5 separate regions of the Mus musculus genome follow, and all the other regions are linked to region 5. The links are chromatin contacts, called in public promoter capture Hi-C maps. All regions are on one chromosome and are shown on one strand. Each heading gives the region's core, a stretch centred on a gene start, on an enhancer-like site or on the middle of the called end of the contact. The rest is flanking DNA. Distances are from core to core; before and after follow the strand shown. Region 1 holds the start of Iqcb1 (IQ calmodulin-binding motif containing 1). Region 2 holds the start of Polq (polymerase (DNA directed), theta). Region 3 overlaps Nr1i2 (nuclear receptor subfamily 1, group I, member 2). Region 4 holds the start of Nr1i2 (nuclear receptor subfamily 1, group I, member 2). Region 5 holds the start of Gtf2e1 (general transcription factor II E, polypeptide 1 (alpha subunit)).

Region 1 (4,298 bases), core at 487-2,986, 710 kb after region 5:
ACATAGTGGCACATGCCTTTAAATCTCAGCACTTGGGAAACAGAGGCAGGTGGATCTCTGTGAGTTCAAGACGGACCTCTATATAGTGAGTTTCAAGACAACCAGAACTATAGTGAGACCCTCTTCTTGAGTAAAATATAAATCATTAATAGACAAATCCACTGAAACTATTTTAAAGAAAGCCCAATAACATTCCTAGCATGTAGAAGATGTAAAACTTTCCAAGAGAATGCATGTTGTCTTACTCTTTCCGGTGTCTACATTATCCTGTTCTTTGTAAGAATTCATCAAAATATGCTTAAACATTCCCTTCACTGGTGGCCATTCTGATTGCAAATTACTTTATACAATATGGTAATAAAATCAATGTGAAAGTATACATCCACTCACTTGTGCCACTGAACAAATCCCTCTTGACATTAGATGGCCACAAAATCAACCACCTGGGTTTCTCTAAACCAGTGTTTTCATCTATGAACATAATAGCCATCCCTTGTCCCTAGACTTCAAAATTTATAAGGCATTCAGCAATGATTAAGTCTAAAAATATGAAAGTATTGCTGAACCCAAAATAATTATTTAGAGAGCATGTATTAACTCATTTAACCACCTCAACAATTCTAAGGAATGGCATTATTTTTTACATAGCTATTATTATTTCCCCAATTCTAATGATAAACACATTTGTTTGATTTGCTTGCACAAAAATCACATTGAGAGTATGAAGCTGACGTACAAGCCCAGAGATTCTGGCTTCAGAACCTTCGTGCATAAATACATTGAACAATCTCTCCTTGTATCTTTAAAGGGTAGAAGGCAAAAAATAATCCCTCATCCATCTGAAAAAAATAAATTGACAAACCTATTTAAGGTAGAAGTGCTGAAAGCATAGTCTGATGCCACAATTAACCTGAAGAATCACCTGAGGGGGCTCACTGTAGACTTTCTCTGAATAATCCTCCAATACAAAGCACGCTTTCTCCTACTTCATAACACTTCTGTGAGGTGGGGTGTGTGTGTGTGTGTGTGTGAAGGCAATTATCAATCAATTGACGCTCTTACCCTACTGCTAGACTGATCTCTGAGAAATCAAGAGTCCCAAGGCCGCGCTCTTCAGTGCTTCCAGGAATCACTACAGAAACAAATGCCAGAAACAAACGTACAGCAGTCAGTTACCCCTAACCCTAGGCTTCTCCGTCGCCTCCGGAAACGCCCCCTCCTCAGGTCCTAACCCCGGCGGGAAAAGCCTGTGTTTTTAAAGGGCTAATTAAAAAATAATAAATAAATAAATAAATAAATAAGAAAGAAAGAAAGAAGAAAAAATAAATAAATGAACGGCCCTTAAAGGTAACTGCGCGGCTTCCAGAGGTTTCCAGTCTGGTCACATCACCTGAGGGGGCGCGGCTGGGGTTCCAGACCCGCCTCAGAGCAGCTAGGCCTCAGGAGGCCCCAGGCCTGGGCCCGGCCGCCACCTCTCGTCAGGCGTCCGTTTCCACACCAAACCTGCGGGCCCGGCGCGGAGGAGGCCCACGCTCCCGTTACCAGGCCCCGCCAGGCAGTTCTGCCCTGGGTGTCTGGCGTCCTAGCTTCCCCGCCCCCCTAGGGCCTTTCCTCCATCCCAGCCGCCATCTCGGGTCTGTTACCTCATCTCTTTCCCCGCGTCCGTCCACCTCAGGGCCCGACCCGCACAGCGTACCTCAGCGAGGCGGTCTCCGCCGAGCTGTGTGCGTCGCGACGCGGGAAGGGGGCTAGGGGCGGGGATGGTGGCCAGGGGCGGGGCGGGGCCCTGGGGCGAGGGGCGGGGCAGGTGTCTCCAGACAGCCAATCAAGACTCGGGGCGCTCCAAGGGGCGGCCGCACGCGTCTGGAGGTGAAAGGAGCTGGTCCCGGGCACCGAACTCAAGCTCGCAGCCAGTGCAGCTGTTCCAGAGGCTGTGGCAGGGGACGGCGAAGGCCAAAAGCGGGAGGCAGGGGACGAGGATGAGTGGACCAGCGGGACTTGCATACCTGGACCGTCGCGAGCGGGTTCTCAAGCTAGGCGAAAGTTTCGAGAAGCAGCCGCGCTGTGCCTTCCACACCGTGCGCTGTGAGTGCAGACTGTACCCCGGGTTCCTTCTGGGATGGGAGGGTGGTATGGAGACAGACTCCTCCGGATTCTGTAATTCTGTCCCCGCCGCTCTTTGCTCCCCGGGAGACCAGATGGCACAGTGATCCACTACCCAGTTGCCAGCCTCTGTGCAGGCACCTGGCGTCCCACAGTGTAGGAGAACCCTGGAAGGGTTTAAGTGAGACTGACAGACCTGAGAGGAAGTTTTGTGGGACGATCTGCACGGGTGGCTGTGGAGACTAGCGTGACAAGTGGATGGTGCAGAGTTTGAAAAGGTGACAGACAGATGGAACAAAGGACCGAATGCAGGGCAAAAGTGATGTGGAGAGGCCACAAGGACATTTCTTCCCCATTCTGGCTGATGAGGGTTCCCATTTAGTTTGTTCTTGGGAAGAGATTGTCAGCTGTCTCAATCGTTTGTATCTCTTTCCATCTCAGATTTCATGGTCAACTAAGTAATTACTGATTATCAAAAATTGAAAGATTTTTTTATCTAGTTTCTTTACTTTAAAAATCTACCTCCTAATGATTTCTACCCTTTGGTGTTTTGTTCTCTGGGATCTATTTTAATAGGTTATCTCTAATATTGTTGAAAAAGAGGTTATAATGAGCCTTTTCGTTTTAGTAATTAAATGAGATGCCAGCACGAAAAATATAACTTAATTTTGTATGTAAAACTTCTTTTTTGCATAATAGGCCACAGAATTCTAGCGCATAAGGGAAAGGTCACTGAGTTGTGACCTCTGTGTGTGTGTGTGTGTGTGTGTGTGTGAAATTGTAGATTTTTTTTCACATCTCTTTTGCAGCCCAGCTCTTCTTTACTGTCTGCTTGTCCTACATTCTCCACCATTCTGTCCTTTTCCTTACAAGGTTTATATTCTGAAAAACACTCATTTAAAACTCAGTCTTCAAAGTTTAAGTTGTAGACAATTCATCTATAATAACTCAGAGTAAATGTAGGAAGAACCAATGGGTTTAACCTTCCATTGATTATATTTAAGCTTTATAAAAAGGCTGCATTAAGCAAAAATATCATGTTTTGGTGGAATAAATGGGAGAAGTTTACCAACAGAACTTCAGTAGTGCTCCTTGTTTATTTTGCTCTGGGTTACCATCCAGAGTTCCCCACAATGAATCAGTGAGTGTTGTGCAGCCATAGTCTCTCTCCCTCTCTCCCTCCCTCTCTCTCTCCCTCTCTCTCTCTCTCCCTCTCTCCTTCTCTCCCTCCCTCCCTCCCTCCCTCCCTCCCTCCCCTCCCTCCCCCTCTCTCTCTCTGTCTCTCTGTCTCTCCCCTTTCCAAAAGCAAGGTACTGTTCTTAACTGACCTCTCAATGCCCCTTTCCCAAGTACTATGTCCTTTTCCTCTTCCTTCTTCTCAGGCATGCAGTGATCTTTTGTTTTTCAGTACAAAGTTTAAAGTTACAAAAAAGTTATTTAGTGATAGATATGTTTATTTTTTTTATGTGTATGTGTGGGCCTGAGTCTATATATGCACATCATATTATGCAGTGCCCTCAGAGACCGCAAGAGAGCCTCAAGTCCCTTGTAAGTGGAGTTAACCGTGGCTATCAGTGACCTGATGCTGGTGCTGAGAAGGACCCAAGTTCTCTGTAAGAACAGCCAGTGGTGCTCTTAACTTCTGAAACATCTCTCCAGTCCCTCGATGTATATATATTTTACAGCTTAGATATGCATTCTCTTCCTACAGATGCAAATCCAAAATTAAATGAATGAAATACAGCTTTTGAAAAGTGCCTTGCAGGTGTTCCTAAGACTTTTATTTATGGGTTCTTTACAGGATTAATTACAGCGTTAGAACTCAAACCCAGGGCTTTGTGCATACTAGTCAAGTGCTCTATCGCTGAGCTACATCCCGGCTTTACAAAAGTTCTTAAGATGTTGAAAACATATTTTCCAAATTAGAGTCGGATAATCGAGCCACAAGAATGACAATAAACAAGCATATGCCAAAAGACAAAGCATAATCACAAGCACAGTAAACAAGCTTAGACTCCACCCTTAGTCCTGCAGAAGACTTAAAAAAATACTGTCTCCCCCCCCCCCCGCCCCACCCTATCCAATTAAGTATAATATTACACAGAATCCTTTTAGGTTTATTTGAACAGGTTCATTTCCAGTGTCCCCTCAGTCTCAAGAACTCGTAAGGAATGGAAACTATATCATATAGTATT
Region 2 (4,363 bases), core at 599-3,098, 530 kb after region 5:
TTTGTAAGTATGACCCTGCACAATCACCTCAGTTATGAATACAAAAGTTAAAAGCAACTGAGATCAAATGAGGAAAGAGCAGGCTGGCATCTCTTACAGACTCACTCAGACATACGTTAAGCATTACAGACTCAGACTCACTGAGACATACGTTAAATTAAACAAGCAGAATTTTTCCTACATACGTTGCAAATGTCCTTGTTTCCCTCCTCTACCACACAACAGAACTTTCATGATGTCAGGATGCAAATGATGACATTCCTCCTGTTTAAAAAATGTAACCAACCCAAAAGAGAATTGTTCACACTGATAATTTTAGTGAAAGGAGTTTACATAAATTTGAATACCTGAATAAACTAGATTCTTTCCTTCCAAGACGTGACCAAGCAAAAGGCATTCTGCCTGCCATTCGAACATCTTTCTTACACCAAAACTATGGTATTTCTCCAGAACTGCTTTAGGAAGTCCCCAATTTGCCAACAGCAGCTGGTCTATCTGGTCATCAGAAACTCTTCGCTTGTTTGTTCCTTTCAGAAAAACAAAAACAATTTAATTACCTCCAACATACAAGTTTAGTAGTTAAACCTGTTTGAATTCCTACCAAACTTAAAACACATCTTCACTTCTAGAGACCTATTAAGAAACTGATCCTATACAGAAAAATGCTAGCAATTTTTTATTTACTAGATGAAAATTTGAAAACTCTTAAGAGCCACAAACAAAAGTGTGCTATAGCTGGGCGGTGGTGGCACAAGCCTTTAATCCTAGCACTTGGGAGGCAGAGGCAGATGGATTTCTGAGTTCAAGGCCAGCCTGGTCTACAAAGTTGAGTTCCAGGACAGCCAGGCTATACTGAGAAACCCTGTCTCGAAAAAACCAAAAAGTGTGCTATACACACTGAATAAAAAGTTTGTACAGATGTGGAGGTAGAAGGGTGATTAAGCATTACAAAGCTGTTAGATGAGTTTCTCTTTACGATTTAGTACTGAGGTATCTGCATAACCAAGGGCAAAGAATTATGAAATGCACTGGTGTAGGCCTATAATCCCAACATTTACGGATAAACACCCTTGGTCCGAGATCGAGACAGCACCCAGCCTGACCTAGAGCAAGCCCTTATCTCAAAAAAGCAAACAAGAACTGGGTTAAGGTTCTAAGACAACATGTGCCTTCCAGCTTTGCTCTTTGCAGTCCAAAGAGCCTGCATCCTACACCACACCCAGAAATTTGGTACTTATATATATGAAGTTGTACCACTGGACATTTATCCTAAGCAAACCCTCGACATGGTGACAGGATCTGGCCAACTTGGAAGTTGTTTCTGGGAAGGTGTAAAGACCCAAAAACCAAAGAACGCCCATATCTACTGGGGCAGTGGTGGACTAAAACACCATCAGCTGTGCATGCTGGCCAAGAGGGAAGCCATCCCCAGGGTTGAGTCCCAGGCCGGGTACTGGATAGCAGCCCTGCCTCCAGCTATCCAGCTCCGGTGCGGGAGTGCATGGCCCTGATACTCTCGCAGCCCATCTCAACCCCTGCTGCCCTCGGCCGCGTCGGCCCCGCGGGTCGAGTACCTGTCCCTGTGAGCCTCCGGCCGCGTCCCAGCCCCGGAGGTGGACTCAGCACCGGTCCACACCGGAGCTGAGGGCTAACAAAGCTATCACCATCTCCCGAGAACGTGTCGGAGCCGGACGATGAACGCCGCCGTTTCCTACTCCGGCGCGGAAGACTCATTGCAAACAAGCTCCTCTCGACTGTTCAGGACACGACACAGTCCCATAGGCCTCCCGCGCGGGAGAACCCCAACCTAGTGACAGCTACCGCCTCCATCTTCCCGCCTCCATCTTCAAATGCAGGCCTCCCAGCACGCCCCGGAACCACAGAGTTCTCCTGGCTAGAATAACCCGACTACCATAGAGTGGTGAGGGACGGAACAGCCCGCGCTGATATCTGGCTTCCGGCCTCCGCTGGCGGCTGGGGATAGAAAAGGGGATAGAGTGCTGGAGACATTAAAAGGAACGGAGCATCTGACTGCATTCGTAGATTGTTCTAAAAACATTCCTCCTGTTTTTACTTATTTCTGGTTTGAATCGGAAGCTAATGAGTTGCCCTTATGTGAATAGATTAGGAAAGTATCTCTTCTTTACTATTGTATTGTGTTTGTTTCTTTTTTGTTTCTTCAGATTGTGTAAAAAAAAAAAAAAAAGTAGGGTTTTTTGGTAGAGCGTAATTTGTGCGGTTTTCCTCTTGTCAAATACGTGAATTAAAATAACAGATGGGGGTGGAGTAGAGGACACGCCCGGGTTAAACATTCCAGGCTGTAGACTGGTTCAGTGTCAATTATTTTGGGTTATCTCGGCCCCTTAAATAGCCACTTGTTTGGTCACACAACTCTGTCATGTTCTTGTGACTATTAAGTAAGTCGTTTGGGAATGTACGAATTTGGGAATGTAGCTTCCACCAACCCAAAAGCTAAGCATGTTATATGCATCTGAGCCTTACAGCAGAAGTTTCTCTTGATTTGCTGGATCTAACCTACCTGAAGTTTCCATTAACATCAATGTATCTTTAAACGTCTTCAGTTATAGCTCTCTTTGCTCGGAAATATAAAAACTCTGTAAAACTGCTACCACAAAACAGTATATAGAACAATTTAAATTTGTCCCTGGGGCCATAGTAACTCATATTTGTTCCAGAATAAATTTTCTTATTCCCTCTGAGTTGAGAACTGCACTTCTGTGTTGGCAGTTGATAGGGAAGGGATTATTTCTGCGGTTATATCCTGAGGATTGTATGATCAGAACTGGAGATTCTGGATAGATCCCTTTGGTGTTGAAAGAGGAGGCTCTGAAAGCACATGAGGGGTCATTCTGAACAAGGAAGTTAGTTATAGATGTGCTTTGACCAACTTCTGGACGTAAATCGGTGCCTGGTACTTGCCTAGTTCCACAGTTCATCTCACCAAGCCAACAAGTGGGTGACAAGCCTATCCTGAAGAAATTATGGCCATTGGTTTGGGGGAAGGATGTGGGGAGTGAATTTAGGAAGTGGTTAAACAATATTCTAAAATCCCACCAGAGGGAGGCATTACTCCATGAAAGAAACGCTTCCTTCCTTTATGCATTTATTCACTAGGAAATTATTGGGCATCAACAGTACACTAGTCTCAGTGTCAGTGATGCAGGGTGGAACGCTTCCTGCTCTGAAAGATACTGGTACAAACATTGACTAAATTAATTATTAATTTAAATTGTGACTACTGCTCAGGGAGAAATTCCTAGGAACAGAGGACTATCAAAGGAATCCTGACTTATAGTCTCAGTGGAAACTAAAAGTCCAGCTGTAGACCTACACAGTCTGGGTCTGGGTTTAGAATGTATTGACTGTGCTATCTTGGGCATCTTGCATAACCCCTCAGTATTCCCACATCATATGAGAAGAGTAGGAGTCTATTATCTGTGGATGAGTATACAGAATGCTGAGACCAGGGCTGCCACATAAGTTCTGTTCAGAGAAAATTACATTACATATTTTAACAAGCCCTAATAATAATTCAAGACTGTAATGAAGAAAGAATAAGCCAGAGAAGTCTCTTACGATTAGCCCATCGAATACTAACTTACTTTATTATGTGAACCATGAGGAGATAAGAAAGTCCACTGGGGAAGCATTGAAAGGGATGGTCTGTGTCCTGCCACAAGCCTAAACTACGCATTCAAATCTTCAATATTTATTCCCAGTATTTTTTAAGTCTTCAAAACTAAACCCAAAGCTACTTCTCAAAAATATCACTACCATATACCTGGCCATAAACCCACACTTCGGGAGGTTGTAGGCCCCAATAAGCAATCGACTGGTGTTGAATTGCTAAATGGGCATGTTACTTTGCCATCAAAAATGTATCCTTAGACCCATAGACTAATCTTATTCTCAACTTTGGCAGAGAAACATCTTTCTGTAGCTAATGCCGAGACTCATAATTGGTCAGAGCGCTGGGAACAGATGACTGTTGAATGTTCAATCCTAAGAGGGGTATCGATATAAACCCTTCCAAGGCTCAGAGAACACTTGGGAAGAGGGGCCTAAAGAATGTAAGGAGGATGGGGGCAGTGCTGTGAGATGCTGTCTTCTGGACGTGACATAGCTGTTGCACTCCGTGAACTCACCACAGCTGTGGTCACATGATCAAAACAACAAGATCAGTCAATTTTCCGACAGGCAGCAGTGACTGAACTCAGTAAAAGAGAAGACTTAAGTTCCCCACTAGCACCCACGCAATAAGCCAGACAGCAGCAACCACCTTTAATCCCATCACTAGGGAGCTAGAGATGGGAGGATTCCTGGGGCTTGTTTAAATAGCCTC
Region 3 (4,306 bases), core at 1,456-3,955, 710 kb before region 5:
GACCAGATCTCCCTGCTGAAGGGGGCCACTTTTGAGATGTGCATCCTGAGGTTCAACACGATGTTCGACACGGAAACGGGAACCTGGGAGTGCGGCCGGCTGGCTTACTGCTTCGAAGACCCTAATGGTGCCCAAAGAGATGCCTGGCAGAGGGAGGGAGATGATAGCCAAGAGAGAGAGATTGGGGGATGGAGGGAAAGAGTTCGGTAAGGGACGCCTGGGTTCTTGGGTCAGGTTCCTGAGGTTCTGGCTGTCTACCCTATACTCACCCCACAGGTGGCTTCCAGAAACTTCTGTTGGATCCATTGATGAAATTCCACTGCATGCTGAAGAAGCTACAGCTGCATAAGGAGGAGTATGTGCTGATGCAGGCCATCTCCCTCTTCTCCCCAGGTGATGGCTTTCCCCCAGCTGCTGGATATCTCCGGTGATCTGTTAGGAGGCAGCAGCCCCCTTTTCTGTCCGCCCCAGGGAAGGTCTCAGTCATTGGCCTTGCTTTCCACTACACAGGCAGACTGCAGAGTCTGTTTCTCTCCTTTGGTGAGGTGGTTGGCCAGAAGTTCTTTCCTCCTGGGCTGGACTGAACTTTCCTTTGCTCCGCTCCGACCTGCTGGAACTACAATGCCTTTTCTGCCCCCACAGATCGTCCTGGTGTGGTCCAGCGCAGCGTGGTAGACCAACTGCAGGAGAGGTTTGCCCTCACCCTGAAGGCCTACATTGAGTGTAGTCGGCCATATCCTGCTCACAGGTGAGGATGAGCCAGGAGAGGCAGCTATGAGGTGGTCCTTCCTGTCCCCTTATCTTTTGGCCTGATCTTCAAGAGTGTGCCATGCCTGAGGCAGCTTCTGATGACTAAGACTCTGGGACCGTTGTATGACTAAGACTTCCGGCCTGAGCTTAGCTGAGGGATAGCCTTGTCTACGCAAGGCTTTCTACATTTCTGTCATCAGGATGTGGGAAGAGCCTGGTTCTACTGTCTTCTCTATAGGGTCTTCTAACAAAGGCCAGTAGCAAGCACAATGACAGTAAAAATAGTGATACCATTCATAATGGTGGTGTGTCTATAACAGCTACTATTGATTGGGAAGTGTCAACTCTGGGGCCAAGCAGCTTATGTATATTATACATAACCTATAACCTTCAAAACCCTCTCCTGAGGTAGGTACCATTGCAAAGGGAGACAAGTCAATGCCCAGGACTCCACAGGGTGGTCCTGTGGAGCTTGGCAGCTAGAAGTTTGTCAAAGCTTGAGCTTGTCACTCAAAACAACCTGCTTGCAGCTTGGCACACATAAGAGCTCCCATGCTGTCACCAATCCTTAGATTCCTGTATTCCATTGCCCAGCCTCATGCCAGCAGGCACAAAGACAGCAACAAACTTGAGTAAAACAAGCCCCAGGCTTTGAAGATTAAGGCCATTTGAGGGTCTTTCATTCAATTACTTCCTGTAAGGAGGCTTGGGGTGCTAGCTTCCTTACTTATCATGGGGAAACTAAAGTAACTATGTGTGAGAGAGGAGAGAGAAGATAGGAGAGGGGGAGAGAGAGATATTGAGAGAAAGGGATTGAGAGAGAGAGATTGAAAGAAAGAGATTGAGAGAGAAAGGAATAGAGAGAGGGGGATTGAGAGATTGAGAGGGATAGAGAGAGGGGGATTGAAAGGAATTGAGAGAGGGACTGAGATGGAGGATTGAGAAGAAGAAGAAGAAGAAGAAGAAGAAGAAGAAGAAGAAGAAGAAGAAGAAGAAGAAGAGAGATAAATGAGGGGGAAGGGAGGAGGAAAGGACTCCAGCTTGGAGGTCCTAGCTGTAGTGACTACCCTTTAAAGACCTTAACCAAGATGATGACTCCCCTCGCCTTTAAGTTAACCTGCAAGGTATGAATTTTTCTCCCAGGGTCTCTGTGTCCAGGGACTCAAGTCGATGGGTGGGTGGGGAAGGAGGAGGCAGGTAACAGCTTCGACCTTAAACAGCAGCAGGCTGTTTTGCCTTCTTATGTATAGGCTGAAGGAATTCCAAACATCCTCACTGGGCTGTTCTGAGCTTGAACTTGTGCACTCTCAGAACAGGGTCAGTCTGGTAGGATGGCGAGGTGGTGGCCTGATATCCCAACTTCTTCTCTGGCTGCCTACAGGTTCCTGTTCCTGAAGATCATGGCCGTCCTCACTGAGCTGCGAAGCATCAACGCCCAGCAAACCCAGCAGTTGCTGCGCATCCAAGACTCGCACCCCTTTGCCACCCCACTCATGCAAGAGTTATTTAGCAGCACAGATGGCTGAGTGGCTGCCCCTGAGTGGAGATCTCATGGGGCAGCTAGACCCAGACATTCTGAATTGCCACTTCTAGGGCTAGACAGATGGACATACTGATAGCCAACAACGCCCTCTGACTGCAGCTGGTTAGCATTTCTCAGGAAAAAGACATGGGAGCCCCCAAGTTCAGCCTGTGGGAAGTGCTGGCCTATGAGTTAAGACAATCTTTGTGGTTGGGAATAAACTTCCAAATCCCGCTAAATTCTCAGGTGTTAGGTGGGAGAGGAGGGAGCAGGTCGAACCCTGTAACAGTTGTACCCCCGTGCCCCACACATTCCCAGCCCCAGGCTTCTTCTCGAGCTGCTTCTGTGTTCCAGACGCGAGCTGATCTTCAGGTTCACAAGTATCATTGCTGAAGGCTAGCAGCTTGTCCTGACCGTGTTCTGGACAAATCAGTCAACTTCCTGCATCTGCCCAAACACATTGTTAGTCACTAACAATGTGACCAGCTGTGTGGGTGTGTGTCGGGGAGGGGGGGGGGGAGGGGGATAGGGTTACAGCACGAACTCAGATGTAGATCCCGACCTCAGACTTTAAGAAGACCAAGCTGAAATGGCTGTTAATAGCTTGTAAAACCTTCTTAAACAATTCATGTGGAGCCAAAGAAACGGCATGTGATATACAGCCAAGGAACTTGGTGTGGGGTCTGAGCTGCACTGGGGTTCTGTGGGTCACTGGAAGCCAAGGAAAGGTTCCCACATTCCAGGAACGTGTGGAGGAGGGGATGAGAACTATGGCGGTGGGGACCTGTTCATGACTTGGTGGGGGTCGGTCTGCACCCACTTCTGACCAGCTGGCTTGCTCCCAAGGCTGTGACTTACAGCAAAGCTACAGTGACATACAATAAATGTATAATAGCACAATTACCTGTGTACGGCAAACTCCCACATACCCCTGGTCCTCAGAGCCTGAGTGTATGGCAGTATCTGCCTCTTTTTTTTTTTTTTTTTAATAATAGTTTGTAGGATTGTTTGTGCCTTTTCACAAGTTACACCTTAATTTCACATGAATGTTCCACACTTAAGAAATTAGTAAGGATGTCTCCAGGTTTAATCAAGACAAGAGGACTTCAGTAAGGACATTTTTGGTAGAGATAGAAAACGTTTGAAAAAAATATTTATTTTATTTTTGCATGTGTCTGTGTGTCCACATGTGGGTGGCTGAGGAGGTCAGAAGAGGACACTGCATCCCCCAGAGCTGTAGTAGTTACAGGTGGTTATGAGCCAGCCGATCTGGATGCTCAGAACTGAACTCTGGTCCTCCAGAAAAGCAACAAATGCTCTTAGGAGTCATCGCTCCAACCCTGATTCCTCCCTCGATCCCCGGGGAAGGAAAAAAATATGAGAATGAGAAAATAGAAATAAAAACAGAGCCAGGTGAGGCTGGGGTAAGAGCACAGCCCTCAGAACAGTCCAAACAGTGAGATCCTGTCTCAGCAAACCAACCAACCAACCAACCAACCAACCAACCAACCAACCAACCAACCAACCAAAGCTCTTCTCTTCCATCCCCAAAACCAAACGAAATCTCTCTCTCTCTCTCTCTCTCTCACACACACACACACACACACACACACACAGAGTCATTTACTAATTTCAGTGCCACCTTTTACAAATCTGACAATGTGCTGGTAGAACGTAAAAATGCAGTAATCACTTGCTTTTGTGTAAAGATATATACATGTAATGTAAAATGCAGTAACTGAAGTTTAAGTATGTAATGTTTGGTTGCAAAGGAAGCTAAAAGTAACAGAACTTTAGCCCACAGGTAATTCCTTAACTCTAGCCATCTTACACGCAGGCCAAACTGTTATAGCATCCGATCAACACAACCCAAGGACATAAGCACATTCCTTACCCCAACCCCAGTCTCTAACCAAAGAGGTAATGAAATCATTCACGTTTGGGAGAGAAAATTGAGACCTTCCCTGCAAATTTATGAATATAGCTTTCACTCCATAAAATCTGGAATAAGGACTTGGCTATAACTAGAAATTA
Region 4 (4,129 bases), core at 999-3,498, 760 kb before region 5:
GGCACGTTTTTTTCCAAACGAATTTTGCACAGAACACATTATAGAAGAGAAAGCAGGGTGCAGAGAGAGGGGATTCCTCAGGGGCAAGTGATCATGGTCAAAATACATTCACTTCAAGTCCTTATGAAAACGCCACAATGGAGCCCGTCTTGTCCAGTGATGCACAGCAATGAGCAACTAACAGTAATAGGAAACTACTCTTCATACACAGGCCTGTTCCCGAGTTTTGTAAGAGTAAAGAGGATGAACTGCACATATTTAAAACTTACAAATCAATCTCACACACTATTAGATAACTTGTGTTCTACCCCACCAGCTCTGAAGATAACTTTAAAAGGGATTGTGGGGAGGAAAAATATATGTGATATGAATAGAAACCAGATTGTATATTAAGATTACAAGGGAAATTGAACAAACCAGAGGGAGCAAGCCAGGGGGAGCAAGCCAGAGGGAGCCAGCCAGGGGAAACAAGTAACCCAGGAGGAGCAAACCAGAGGATGAAGCCAGTAAGCAGCATTCCTCCACGGATTCTGCCTCAAGTTCTTGCCTTGCTGGAGTTCTGATTTGATTTCCCTCAATGATGGATGGTGTCCTGGAAGAGCAAGTTAAATAAACCTTCCCTCCCCTAAGTTGCTTTTTTTTTTTTTTTTTTTTTTTTTTTTTGGTTTTTCGGGACAGGGTTTCTCTGTGTAGCTCTGGCTGTCCTGGAACTCATTTGTAGACCAGGCTGGCCTCGAACTCAGAAATCCGCCTGCCTCTGCCTCCCGAGTGCTAGGATTAAAGGCGTGTGCCACCACACCCGGCCCCTAAGTTGCTTTTGATCATGGTATTTATCACAGGAACAGAAAGAAAAGTAGGGCATATGTCCCCCCCAAACAACCACCACAACAGAACAAAAATAAAAACCAAAGAGGAGATCACCCCTCTGAGTCTACCCCATGGCACCTCTGTGCCCTGGAGGTCCTTGGACCACCCTGCTCCCTTCCTTTGGCTTCACCTGAACTTGCACCATTAGTGTGTCATGAATTTAGTTGGCTATCTGAGTTTTCCTTTTTCTTTTCTTTTTTTTTTTTAATTTATGGTTTTGTTTATGTTTTTATAAAATTGACCAAGGACGCTGACTGCCTAGGCTTGCCTCTGGTGGATGGTTCAGGAGCTCCTAGTGCTGGTTGCAGGGGAAGAAAGTTTGAGCAGAGGTCAGGACTCCAGTTTCTCCTCCTTTCCAGCCATGCGTGGGAGTGACTCAGGTCCTCTCTGGGCCTCCAGTCTGGGGTTCTTAGTAACTACCACAAACTGGGTGTTTAAACTGGCTTCCAAATAAAGCCCTACCCAGATAAATGTTGATGCCTGGCAGCCCTGCAGTCTTCTTATGCCACCTAGAGCTCAGGACAGCATCTGCAGAGGAAGAGAGACCAGACAATCCCTCAGGAACCGAAGAGCATTTCTCTCCTTTGGGAAGTTCCTCATTTGTCCTGGATTCCCTGTTTCTGCTGTAAATAACTTGCCATTTTTATAGGAGAGGTGAATAGAGACCTTTGTATGCCAGAAGAGCCCCGAGAGATGATAAAAGCTGTAATAATTTACCCGTGACCCCAGGACTTCTGGTGAGGTGCCCTGCCCATTCTGGAATCCTGCCCATTCATCTCAGTACAGAAAAAAAAAAGACCTGCTTCCACTCGTGGAAATAAGTGTCCCTTGTCAGGCTTCCCAGATATGCAAGCCCCCAGGGCCAAGGACACCCCGATGATGTCCTGCTACCCCAGAGCCCACTAGACAGGAAGCTTCTAGAAGGGTCCGAGAGAAGAGAAAACTCTCAGACAGTTCCTGGTAGTCCCAGCCAGCTTTCTGTCCTGTGGTTGGAACTGCAAGGTCATACCTGTCTCGAAGCTATTTCCTCCCTCTCTCTCATATCAACAAGCCAGTGTCATGTGTGTGGCCTTTTCCTTACTTTCACGTAAACTGCTTCTGTCCAGGAAATTAACTTAGGGAAAAAAAGTGTTAGGAGCTATAGATTCAAAGGCACTTTACCTCTAGAGGCAAAATCACCCTCAGAGAGGCAAACATTGGCCCAGAATTACTTAGAGCAAACACTTAAAACACACTTCCCCTCCCTTACATGTTTTACAGTGAAGACAACTATGAAAAAAATAGGAAGGGGATATAACAAGAGTAAATACGGTAATCTGGTCATTGCTAGCTCGGGTGCTGGACTTGGGACTTGGGAGTGCCAACTGGGGCCCCTTACTACATTGGACCTGGGGTGTACTGTGGGCAAGAACAAGTATGGTTCCTATGCCTGTGGACAACATAGCCTAAGGTTAGCTGAGGGTGAGAATCGGGGATAGATACTGCTCTTTTGTCTACTTGGATGGTCAGCCTCTCCCTAGGGGCCTGACCTTGGCTCATAGGAAACACTGAGGACTTAAGCTGAGATCTCCATGTGCAGCCAGGTAGCCACGGCAGGTGTGCTGAGCTCTGGGCAGAACCATCGTTCCTGATTCTTCAAGGTGGACCCCAAGGGGGAAATCCAACAAAAGCAGTGGCCCCCAGACAGGTATGATCTTTCCTTCTTTCTCTTTCTAAGAGTCAGATGCCCTCTGCCTCTGAACAGAAGGCTGAGGGGGATACAAATGAGGTCGGAGGTCAGCAATGTGAAGGAGTATGGAGGACAATGACACCTTTTTCTCTCCTCTTCTCCTTCCTGGGTCAAACAAAGCATGAAGACAGTTGTGGAGCCAAGGTGCTCTGCTACCTGGCCTACACTTGTGTTGCCAGGAAGCATCACAACAGAAGCCTTGTGTATGTGACATCGGGCATTAGATAGGCAGCCGAGCCCCTTCTGTGACAGGGTTGGAGTCCCTGACCTAGGAAACACCGCTGCTGAAGACCATGAGAATCAGGAACTATTAGCACTGGCTCCCAGAGCTTGTCAGGTTAGTGCTGGCAGCCCCCGGGGACATAGACAGCGGCAGGATGGTCACGAGGCCTCACATTCTCATTAGCGGTGTCTCAGTACACACTATATCCGTGTACAGTGGTCGGCTTTAGACTCTGTTTGTCAGAGTCATTCCCGTTATGTTCAGTACCCTAGGTCCCATCTCTGCTCCATACAACAGCCCGAGGCGCAGGCTAGAGACATGGCTTTAAGGCTCCTCCACATCCAGGAGCTACCTTAGGAGATGCCTTCAAGGCCACCAAACCTTCCCTCTGTGCTTCAGGTGTGGCATTGTCCCTTGCACGTGCATGACTGTTTTTCATTGCTGCCGGGAAGGCAAAGGACCACCACACAGATGAAAAGTGGCTGAATTATCTACACTGAGAGGAATCCTTGGTCTCTAATGACTTGGCCAGAGTCTAAAGTATTCCAAGTAAGGCCTCTGAAGCCTGGCTTACCCTGTTCATTAATAGACTTTTTTGAATACACAAAAATACTTGCTTAAAAATGCTTTATTTATATAATAAATGTAATCTAAACTGGGATCACCAAGTTATAGCTCATGGGCCAAATCTGGCCCATCAGCTATTTTTTTTTTTAATCAATAAAGTCGTACTAAAACACAAAGTCGTGAGGCTGGTTTTGCCCCATAACAGCGGAAGCAAATGGTTCTACATAGAAGATGTCGCCGACTCGTCTACAGGCAATCTGCCTGATGCTAAATGACTGGGAAATAAACACAGTCGACCACTGCAAAGCCAATTAGACTGGTTTTGTAGGTGGCCACTGTTTAAACTGTCAAGCGACTCATGACTGATTGCATGCTCAGTAAAATGCAGTGTAAATACAGCTAACTGCTTCTCCTAGTCCCTGTCTCCCACCAAAGCAACTGGCATGGTGTGTGTATACCAGACCACAGTCTTTGCATCTATGTCTGTGTTCACGTACAAACCAACCCAACTGCCATGTGATTTTTCCACCGTGCAGGACTTAGAGATCTTCCCCATCCACATAGAACCTTGCCCTGTTTAACTGCTTTAGGATTTAAGTGTTTATTTTTAAAGTTTTTGTTACAAGCATCTATTCAGTGTGTATGTATGTGCGAGCATACCTGCCATGGCATGCGTGTGGGAGGTCGGAGGATAAATGGCAGAAGTCCATCCTCTCCTTCCACCATGTGGGTTCCAGGGAAGG
Region 5 (4,178 bases), core at 1,491-3,990:
GGTGAGTTGTTCTAACAAGGCCCTGTACTTGTTCTTAATTCAGTGGTAAGAAAACGTGCCAACAGATGACAGACTTGCCCAGAATTAAACATTATGACTTAATTTAGTGGAAACTCTATCGAGTACCTAACTGTGACACAGAACAGACAGTCTACTCAAGGCTCTGGAAGTTTTTTCCTTTACATGGTATGACTAGGCCCAAATTTGCAGTCTTAGAGTTACAGCTTTAGGCAGAACTATTTATGGAAGATACTAACTTTATTATTTATGGAGGATATTAACATTATCACTCCAAATCTAGTGTTTAAAATAAAAGCCTGTGCAAACAGACAACTGGGCTCACGTGTTACTTTCGCTTCTCACGAGTTGAATGAATTTGGTTGTTATTTACTCCTCTATGACTGAGTTTCTGTGTTTGTATTTCACAGTTTAAGAAAGATGAAACAAGGAATGACAGTACTGACACACAGTGGGAGCTAAATCAATCCCAGTTATTAGTGTTAATTTTAATTAAGTCCTATAAATTAATCACGGGATCTGAAGGACTTATGCTTAGTATGACTAAGGAAAAACTAAACAAGAACACGCACTCTGATATCCACCGAGCAGCCCACAGTCCATGACGGATTTCCTAACACTTGATTGTGGCACAGAAGATGGACGAGTGAAGATTTCCCAACACCTGTAAAGATACAAGGTCTCTTTAGTCAGCTGAACATGGAACCCTAAATGGGACATTTATACCACCTCTTCCAAGCCAGGGAACATCTAACAAATTGTTTGAATACCTCCCGTGACAGGATCCATGATGCCATGCTACCATACTCAAAGGACTTTGGTGCCTACATGTAGGTCTGAAAAAAGCAGCTAACCACATGGTCCCAGACTTATCCTCTGAATGACGATGATGGTAATTCCACTTGCTTTCCTTCATCATGCCTATTAATTTTGAAGCAATGCTTCACCCCCTTTTAGATCTATTGGGCTCAGGCAATCTTTTCATTAACACTAAAGGGCACCTCTTCAAGAGCTAGGTGGAGAGGAAAGAGATGAGTCTTCTATTTTCATGGCTATGAGTCTTTTATTTGCGGGTGTGGAGTCACTCATTCATTTACCTGGCTGTTGTTAATTGTATCAAACACTTGGGAAATCTCTTTGTTGTGCAATGTTATATATAGACCTATCATTAATATTTACTTTTTATTATAAAAACTCTATTACCAAAAACTGAGAAAGTATAAAAAAAAAAAAACCAAACAACAACATCACCTTAGAGCACTATTGCCAGCCATATGACTTTCTCTATTATACCATGTTGTTATTGTGATCATATACAAAGTGTACTTAAAAACAAACAAAAGAACCGCATGGGGCTCAGTGCTTGCCCTACAAGCATGAGAACCCGAGTTGTGTTCACAGAACTGACACACAGCAGCCAGGCAAAGAGGCACACGTCTCTAATGTCAGTGCTGGGGAGGCAGAGAGAGGCAATCCCTGATGTTTGTTGGCCTGACAGCCTTAGCCTAGGGGCTCCAGGCCAAGGGGAGAGCTTGTCTTAAAGAAGGTCGGCGGCTGTAGTGGCTATTCTTGGTTGTCAGCTGGACTATATCTGGAATGAACTACAATCCAGAATTGGAGGGCTCACTGTGATCCTGATCTCGTGGCTGGGAGATTCAAGTTTCTGACCTGGATCTTGAGGCATAGTGGCTATGAATCCCAGGAGACTAAGACAAGGAGATCTCTGAGTTCAAGGTCATCTGGGACAAAGCAAGTCCCAGCACCAGGCAGGGAGGCCTACACCTTTAATCTGGGCTACACCTTCTGCTGGAGACCTACTTAAGGACATTGGAAGGAGGAAGATTCTTCTTCGTTTGCTTGCCTTGTGGGACTGAGCAACTGCTAGATCCTTGGACTTCCATTCACAGCTGCTGCTGACCATTGTTGGGGAGTTGGGCTACAGACCGTAGGTCATCAACAAATTCCCTTACTATAAGAAACTACCCATAAGTTCTGTGACTCTAGAGGACCCTGACTAATACAGTGGCAGAGGCAGGTGTATCTCTTCATTTTAGGCCTGCCTTGTTTATATAGTGAGTTTTAGACTAGCCTGATATACATAGCTAGTTCTACGTTAGTCAGGACTACTTAGTGAGACCATGTCTTACCCCACACCCACTCCCCAGCAACAAAGCTTGCAGTGGAAGAACTGGAATGTTTTTTGTGGCTCCTGGTAGGAGCTCTCCCCTCTCTGGAACCAAAACTTCTAGGCCAGCAGAACCTAGGGTTGTGGGGACAGGAAGCAAAAATTTTCCTAGAGGGTCACTAGGAGTGATAGTGAGTGGAACTAGTCCCTTTTCCACCCATAGACTCCGCGCCCCCCACCTCCCGCCACGCCACCACGTCGACAAAAGGAGCAAAGTCCTCTGGGAAGTGTAGTTTTAAGGTCTTGAAAGGAATTTCAGCTGTCGACCTAAGCGCTAGGCAGCTGGGGGGGTAAACAGCGAAGAGAGAGCGGTGTCGGGAAGCTCGGGCGTGTTGGTAGTCCCAGACGTGGGTTAAGCGGCTCACCTGAGTCTCCCAACACCAGAACCTTCACCCGATCCAGGGACGCCATCTTGCCACGATTTCCTTGAGGTTGACGCCCGTTCCTGGATTCTCACCAATCAGCGCAGGGCTTGTGGGCAGGGCAAATCATCTCATTGGTCGGTCAGAGCGTGACTGATCGAAAGCTTCGGGGTGCGGATTAGCGGGCGGTTTCCAAACCGGTCGCAGGAATTAGGCGTTCGTCCTTGTCTCGCAAGTGGCGTGGGCTGGCTGAAGCCGGTAGTTGAGGTGCTGAGGGCGGCTGTAGTGGGAGTGTTCGAGCATCCACTTGGGTAAACCTCATTCTCCCGTCCTTGTTCCCGGTTTCTGACCTGGCGTGGCATTTCATGGTTTCTTCTATCCGTCCCCTTCCTTGTCTAGTCCCCTCTCCTCGGCCACCTCTTGCTTTGGTCCTCTTCTTAGTCTTCTAAAGAACCATTGCCCCGGAGCGGCCCATGTGCGACCTCGGGTAGGACGGGCTTGGCGGCGTCGAGTGTGGCCCGGGAAGCCCCTGGGCGCGTCTGAGGGACTGTGGGGTCTCGGGGTCTGGACATGTCTGAACACAGCTGGTGGAGGGCACCTCGGTCCGGAGCTGTCTCCGTCGTAGGACGAAGGAATGGAGAGTTCGTAAAATACAGTAACAGAAAACTGTAGAGGCTCTGTAGGATCCACGTTCTTCTAGAACTTGGGAAGTAGTATTTAAAAATAGTCTAACTAAAAGGGCTTCCTGCACCCACTTTGTGTTTTTTTTTTAAATCCCTTTTCATCCAGCATAGTTTTTTCAAAAATCACAAGTTTAATGTAGTAGCTCCTTGCTTAAAGCAATTACAAGTTAAATTTAAAAAGAAAAAAAAAAGATGGCTTATAGCGCTCATTATTGGGATGCAGGTGTGAAACAAGTGATTTGTGTGGAAGCTGGCAGGATGGATATGCTACAAGAACACGTGCCCAGAGGATGTATTGAAAGTTCAGGTATCTCAGTAGAATATGCTAGGCGCTAGCATTAATGAACAAGAGGCCTTCGAAGTAGAAACTGTACAAATTCTGAGGAAATGCGAGGGAGAGTGTTGGATGCCACTGTTGGGGATTTGAGAAGGCCAGGAAACATTACCCAAAGCCTAACTACAGTAGGAGAAAGGTTTGGGCTTAGCTTTGAGGACTGAGGGTGGATATGAGGATGACTTTGCTAAAAAAGCAGAGTGGTTTGAACTTTTGATTCTCCCAGTTCCACACCAGGGGCACAGTGGTCCTTAAAAGTTTTTACAACTAGAATCTAGGTCTGGACTGGGTAAGGTGACGTTGGGAGATGAGATGCCTGATTACTGTGAAGAGAAGAAGATAAATGAAGACCACTAGCTACCACACCAAGAAGCCTCCACAGACAGAGAAGTTACTTAAGTGTCACCTGCCATAGAGACTAGCTAATATAGGAACATGGTCTGACTTTGGCCATTTACTTCCAATCTGCAAGAGGAGTAGGCAGTTGGGATTTATAGGCACCCAAGATTTTTAAATGTCGACAACCAATTCATAAAGTTGTTGAAAACGTTCTGTATGGGCTGTCAGTTTTAGAACTTGATTTAAGGAGCTTTAAG

Evidence for each region. Promoter capture Hi-C pulls out the DNA fragments that hold promoters and counts their contacts.
Region 1: a promoter capture Hi-C map of stem cell-derived epiblast-like cells shows a contact between it and region 5, with 2.1 times the contacts expected there. The contact joins the promoter of Iqcb1 here to the promoter of Gtf2e1 in region 5. A contact is called at or near these places in 4 of 39 promoter capture datasets (hematopoietic stem and progenitor cells, pre-B cells, second pharyngeal arch cranial neural crest and 1 more), 2 of 484 Hi-C or Micro-C datasets (CD4 T cells and CD8 T cells) and 1 of 115 datasets of contacts at active chromatin or transcription factors (embryonic stem cells).
Region 2: a promoter capture Hi-C map of pre-B cells shows a contact between it and region 5, with 3 times the contacts expected there. The contact joins the promoter of Polq here to the promoter of Gtf2e1 in region 5. A contact is called at or near these places in 9 of 39 promoter capture datasets (3T3-L1-derived adipocytes, the C10 cell line, embryonic stem cells and 5 more), 2 of 484 Hi-C or Micro-C datasets (CD4 T cells and nephron progenitors), 3 of 115 datasets of contacts at active chromatin or transcription factors (astrocytes, epiblast stem cells and memory CD8 T cells) and 2 of 9 other capture datasets (adipose tissue and liver).
Region 3: a contact with region 5 is called in a promoter capture Hi-C map of the 3T3-L1 cell line, with 2.9 times the contacts expected there. The contact joins the enhancer-like site here to the promoter of Gtf2e1 in region 5. A contact is called at or near these places in 5 of 39 promoter capture datasets (the 3T3-L1 cell line, the C10 cell line, the HPC-7 cell line and 2 more).
Region 4: a contact with region 5 is called in a promoter capture Hi-C map of the SN4741 cell line, with 2.4 times the contacts expected there. The contact joins the promoter of Nr1i2 here to the promoter of Gtf2e1 in region 5. A contact is called at or near these places in 8 of 39 promoter capture datasets (the 3T3-L1 cell line, 3T3-L1-derived adipocytes, the HPC-7 cell line and 4 more).

Annotation. Positions count from the first base shown.
Region 1 is chr16:36,825,838-36,830,135 of GRCm38.p6, reverse strand. Iqcb1 (IQ calmodulin-binding motif containing 1) reads right to left here and starts at 1,736. Exons shown (of 15, transcript NM_177128.4): 1 at 1,644-1,736; 2 at 1,063-1,132. Eaf2 (ELL associated factor 2) reads left to right here and starts at 1,877. Exons shown (of 6, transcript NM_001113401.1): 1 at 1,877-2,085. The coding sequence starts at 1,980.
Region 2 is chr16:37,009,271-37,013,633 of GRCm38.p6, reverse strand. Polq (polymerase (DNA directed), theta) reads right to left here and starts at 1,848. Exons shown (of 30, transcript NM_029977.2): 1 at 1,575-1,848; 2 at 348-527. The coding sequence starts at 1,734.
Region 3 is chr16:38,247,215-38,251,520 of GRCm38.p6, reverse strand. It overlaps Nr1i2 (nuclear receptor subfamily 1, group I, member 2), which reads left to right. Exons shown (of 9, transcript NM_010936.3): 6 at 1-127; 7 at 277-393; 8 at 643-748; 9 at 2,132-3,172. The coding sequence ends at 2,276. Among named protein-coding and RNA genes, the nearest start is that of Nr1i2, 45 kb to the left of the region's middle. Within about 2 kb of position 2,705, at least 45 of the 459 cell types and tissues checked have an H3K27ac peak or open chromatin away from gene starts, as enhancers often do.
Region 4 is chr16:38,292,943-38,297,071 of GRCm38.p6, reverse strand. It overlaps Nr1i2 (nuclear receptor subfamily 1, group I, member 2), which reads left to right and starts at 2,248. Exons shown (of 9, transcript NM_010936.3): 1 at 2,248-2,554.
Region 5 is chr16:37,538,351-37,542,528 of GRCm38.p6, reverse strand. Gtf2e1 (general transcription factor II E, polypeptide 1 (alpha subunit)) reads left to right here and starts at 2,740. Exons shown (of 5, transcript NM_028812.4): 1 at 2,740-2,876. Rabl3 (RAB, member RAS oncogene family-like 3) reads right to left here and starts at 2,635. Exons shown (of 8, transcript NM_001042499.1): 1 at 2,569-2,635; 2 at 591-682. The coding sequence starts at 2,614.